Regions from separate parts of the Oryzias latipes genome. Here region 2 is linked to region 1. Evidence: chromatin contacts called from public Hi-C data. All regions are on one chromosome and are shown on one strand. Each heading gives the region's core, a stretch centred on a gene start, on an enhancer-like site or on the middle of the called end of the contact. The rest is flanking DNA. Distances are from core to core; before and after follow the strand shown. Region 1 holds the start of slc41a3 (solute carrier family 41 member 3). Region 2 overlaps cpne9 (copine-9).

What was found. Hi-C and Micro-C count contacts between places; a contact is called where the count stands out from the background.
Region 2: a Hi-C map of fibroblasts shows a contact between it and region 1, with 2.3 times the contacts expected there. The contact joins the enhancer-like site here to the promoter of slc41a3 in region 1.

The regions. Positions count from the first base shown.
Region 1 is chr7:2,968,708-2,971,427 of ASM223467v1, reverse strand. slc41a3 (solute carrier family 41 member 3) reads left to right here and starts at 1,393. Exons shown (of 11, transcript XM_004070268.4): 1 at 1,393-1,576.
Region 2 is chr7:3,049,347-3,052,060 of ASM223467v1, reverse strand. It overlaps cpne9 (copine-9), which reads left to right. Exons shown (of 20, transcript XM_011476712.3): 20 at 1-2,505. Among protein-coding and RNA genes, the nearest start is that of klf15, 11 kb to the right of the region's middle. Within about 2 kb of position 1,405, at least 2 of the 8 cell types and tissues checked have an H3K27ac peak or open chromatin away from gene starts, as enhancers often do.

The DNA.
Region 1 (2,720 bases), core at 144-2,643:
ATTGGTAGGTTTGTGGACCTCCAACAAGCTCATTCCTGATTGGCAGGAGTGGTTGCCGTAGAAACGTTGACTCAGACCAATAACTGCTAGAGGAAGAGTTCTGGTTCCAACATGGGGTTGTTCCTATTGCGAAAAAATGTCTACTGAATTAATTTCATTTCGTGCCCCCCTTTCATCTGACGGTACCTGGCAGGCTCGGCATCCCTGTGACGTTTAGGAAACGGGCGGATGGTAATCGAAATGTGTTATATCAAAGTCCGATTACATCATGTTTAAATTATGACAGATACAATATAAATTATTAAAATCGTACCCTTGTTTAAAGTATTACACTACAGTGTGGCCAAATAGTACATGAATACATTTAAATTTCATTTCATTCTATTTCAAGAAGCATGAAGGAAACCCAGCAGTGACATTTCCGTTTGAAATATCACAGACAGCTTGGCCTTGACACAACTATCAAATATGACTGTACAATGAGATGTGTCATTTTCCACTAAAATCCTCCCCGAATAGCTCTGCTGCAGAGGTCAGTGGACAAATCTAGAAATGTTATTTTACTTTTCACTGAGGTTGTGTCCGAATTCCTTCCATACTCACTATATAGTGCGTTCGCCATTTTGTAGTGCTTTTTTTATTTATTTAATTGTTATTTTTATTGAAGCAAAAAATCACAGCATGTCTGTCAATAACATCAATATCAATATAGAGATAAACGTAGACAAGAACAAATATGACAAGTTTCTTTAGTGCTGTCTGAATCTACAATTCCAAAATCTAGTGCCCTAGAAATTTCCCAGAAGTCTCTGTGAAAAGCCAGTGTGCATCGATGCTCACTAGATTGGCAAATATAGACCACAATGCATTGCGTCTGAACATTTTTTGCAAAAAAAATGTATTTTTTTTAAATAAACCATCAACGTTTTTTATCTCCAAAAGACAGTGGAGGCATAAATAATCATTGCAAAACGCTAACATTAATTAGATTTTAACTTGAAAACGATTGACGTCATTTCCGCCGTTCAAAAAAAAAAAGAAATGCAGTGTGCATGGTGTCCGAATTGCTTTGAAAATATATAGTTTTTTCTTTTATACTTTCTTCTTTTGAAATCATGGAAGAAAAGATTTCCTATCCAGAATAAATGTTTTGAATGCACTGTTAGGATGACAAAAAGTGCTAAGAAACACTGAATCATTTCTTCAAAGACTTCCACTAACGCGATAAAAATGTTTTAGTGGAGTTTGATGCCTTTGGTGAATGAAACAGTGTGTACTGCTGCAGTCCTGTTGCTGTCAGCCGGCCCACAGACAGATGGAAGGAGACAGCGGGGACATATTCTCATCTGTCACGCTGTGTAATCCAAGCCAGTGCTGCCCCACCATGCATGCGCACTAGCTCCTACTCTGCACACACTGACACTTCAAGATCTCCATGCACAAACGTATATAGGCCTACCGAGATGGAAAGAAGATAGTACATGTGGCCTTCATTTAGATTCAACAACTTCCATTCACTCAGACCGGTTTCTGGGGGTCAGCTTTACAAAGACTGCCTCCTAAACTTAAACTAACGGTAAGGATTTGATCTAATCTGCGTGTTAGAAGCTTGTTATGGTCTTCACGGCCCGACAGAAAATTATGTCTAGTGGAGCATGTTGGCTCATATTTATACTATTGTATTCATATAAATCAATAAAACAGTAGGTAAGAAGCATGGAAACATTCAATATTTCAACTAATTCACTTTAATCCTTTAAGAAATGGTTTTAAAAGAATTCTGTGCACAATTTGAGTTTGTGACCTCACCCATATGGAGTTTGATTTACAACAAAACATATTATTTGAACACTTGTTGGTGTTTAAATAAGCTTTTACAGATGAATATAGTGTAAAATAGGACAATAACTTCAAATTTGGCTTTCAACTTTTTTTAAAATAAACTTTATTAACAAATATTGCACATACAAAATACCAAAACATTGTTATTCCACACTCTGTGCAAAAGACACAATTTTCACATTTGCCAGGCAAAAGGAACAAAAATGTCCAAAAGCCTTAATAATAGCAATCTAAACCAGGTTAAACGAAAATAGAATAAAAATATAATAAAGGCAAAGGAATCTGTGAAAGTTGTTTCAAATGTTTCCACTGTTCTAGCAGCTTTTTTAGTGTTAGTGCAGGATTTAATACTATTTACATTCACTATTGTTTCTTTCTGGAAAACATAAAAAAAACTGTTTTTTTGTATCCATACTTGTGAATGAAATATTTAGCTAATATTATAAGTAAGTTAACTACATTCATCATCTCTGCATTAACTCAGATTTCACTATTTTTTTTACTTTCAAAGTTCCAATCTAGCAGCATTTGCATGAGCTTCCCGGAGGGGCGGGGCCACATGTGGAGACTATTTTAATCGTCCATTCAGAGAGCGTCTCCTTGGGTAACCGTGGTTACCGGGGCTTGGTTAGTATTCTGGGATGTACACATGGCAGCCTCGCGCGAAGGAATGCCTTTCAACGGATTTTTATCGGAATTCTTGGACAACTTCGGATTCGCTGATGAATTCGGACATTTTTGGAGATTGTCACGAAAAGATGTACGTAAACCACGGCGCATATTTACACTTAGTACCCGGTAAACTCAGTCAAAGTCGCGGGGTTTGTTTTTTTTGCGTGCTTTTATTTCCTTTCGGGTTGTCGTGGTAAATCCTCCAG
Region 2 (2,714 bases), core at 156-2,655, 81 kb before region 1:
CCACTTCCAATTATGTCATGAAACTAGAACGACTATTCTCATACGTGTGGTAAGAGTATCAAGAGGTATTCATGAGGATAATGGTCGTTCCACGCACTTATGACACATGAGTGATGCTGTTGTACAGTGTCCTTACACCACACTCTAGTAAGGTACAATTACTGACTCCCTACTGACCGTGCATGGGGTGTGCACGTGATACGCAAGCGTCCATAGGATGTCTACACAAAGTACACACTGATTGCCGAATTTCCTGATTTTAAATAGTCAGGCTGCAGCAAGGAGCGCACTTATCACGTGAACAGCACTATGGGCTCCTTGTGCCGTCCACAAGAGTTGCGGAGGTTGAAAAGATGAAAAACTCGTACGAATCTCTCCTCCTTCTTCTTTACTTACCCTTACGTGTTGTGTAAGTGTTCACTTCGACCGGTCACCTTCAGCGTGGCCGTAGGAACGCATGTGGAGGAACATTTTCTCTCTACAGGCTCATCGAGCGATCTACGGTCTTAAAAATGTCCTGTGTGTCACTGCCGTGCCCAGTACAAGTTTACCCTTTTTTCACCAGCATCCATACCTAAGGGCAGTTGTGACTATGGCATTAAAAATATTTTAAAAAAATAAAAACAAGTAGCAGTGCTCAAAATGCTGAAATAAAATATACGTGGGAAGCTGAAAAATATGCGTGAAGGACGTAAACGGAAGCAAAACCTGTTTATCAATGCTAAAAAGGCTAATCTGGCTAAAATAAAATGCTAAATCTCAGCTACAAAGATAAAACAGACTGATGTGATATAAAGGAACACTCCAGCAGAATTGAATTTGCGATTTAAAAAACAAAAAGGGCGATAATCTTTTTCTTTTTTTACAGTTCGAATTGGACCTTTAGGGGAACACATACAAAGCTTCATCGATTCATTAGAAAGGAGATGAACAAGTAAAAGAATCTCTAGAAGGTACAACAGTTATGTGCCGTTTGTCCTCTAAAGCTCTGCAGGAACACTCCGATGCCAAAGAAATAGGAAGCAGTGTTATCCTTAGCTGCATCATTTGGGAGAAGACCTATTAAGAGCCTAATGTGATATTTAATTAAAGTTAAATGAATCTGAAGCTCTCCATAAGCTTCACATGATTCCCTTTACGAGTTGCAGTAATCCGGAAATGTTTTTTTTTTAGGTTTATTCGACTCAAAAAATGCAGAAAATTCGTCCCAACAGAGCTTTTGTTGGGAATTCTGTCGCACGCCTAGACACGCACACCTCTGCCTACCACGCTGCATCCCACCTCTCCTCACCCAGCGTGGGTCGAGGCTCGGTGCAGGTTCTCCCCCCCCCCACTGTCAGAGAAATGCCAGTCTCTCCAGCTGCCCCGCAGAGAAGAGGAGGGGGAAAGGAAGGAGAGGAGCCAGAGGGAGGGAGTACAGGGAGGAGAAGAGGAGCAGGGGTAAGAGGGAAAGAGCTCAAGGACACTGGGGGTAAGAAAGCAACAAGGGATTTGTTTTGTTGAAGGCCAAGAGGGACAGAAAGCAGGAGAAGAAGGTGAGAAAGTCTCTGTATGCACAAGAAAATTCAACTTTAGCGAAGGGCAGATGCACATACTTTGTAAAGCAATATACCTGAGTCCTAATGTTATGTGTGCCCAATGCATGTCTCTTCTTCTCCCCTGCCATTACTTGACATTTCATCCCCAAGCGGACCAGAGCGGCGTGCAAAGTGGGCAAAGTCTGCCACCTAGTGCCCGCCGTTCATATAGCAGGGTATCTTTGTCATGCATGTACATTCCTGTAGTATCTCAGACATGCATGGCCAGTCTTACAATCACAGCAACCACACCAACAAAGAGGAATCCCATACCCTACATCATCAACTCGGGTGTAAAATGTGTTGCTTTTTTCAAGTGAATGTCGAGGTTGTGCTGAAGGGGAATGTTACATGTGCTTTGTAAGTAAAATGCCTTTTTTCTTACCCTCTTTTGTTACGTTGAGTAGTTTTTACATTTTTATTTTTTGCATGTGGGCAATAAAGCGTTGCAGTTGTTTTAGTAGATGTTGCCCTAAAAGCAGAGATAGCGATATATATCTCAAAGTATAATATGCATTTCTCCTCTGTCGCTGTATATTTTCATTTGTGGGATTAAAACTCCTGTGCCCTGCTGAATCCAGTGAAACCACAAGTGGATTTGAGATTATAGGGAGGTCAGAGGGCATCAGGATTTCAGCCTCCTGACAGTTTGACATGAAGAAGCTTTTATCGTCCATACAGGACCAAGAGTTTCTTTTTCACTTGCTTGACTTAGAGCCGCCAACGTCTTTTACATCTGTGTTTCTAAAACATCTGTATTGTATGTAGAGGTTTTTAAGGATTAAAAAAAGGACATTATAGGAAGCTGCTTTGACAAATACTCGTTGTGTTTTGATATGGGGTTTAGAAATGTTTGTGTGCACTCATATCTCCTGCACTTGGTGAACTGTTGTTCAATATTACCAAAATTAAAACAACCCAAACTGATCATTGCACGTGAGTTATTTCTCTTTTTAAAGAACCCCTTCAAAAAGGGTTCCAATGGTTTCATCGAACAGGATTAACCCTTTTAACTCTGGAGTTTTGGCTCCACTGTTTACATCTATTCCAGTATTGCAACTTTTCAACCGCTTACGTGATTAACCTCAGTGAAGCAGAGAAAATCAGCTTTGCAGCGCTGATGTGCAACACCTTACA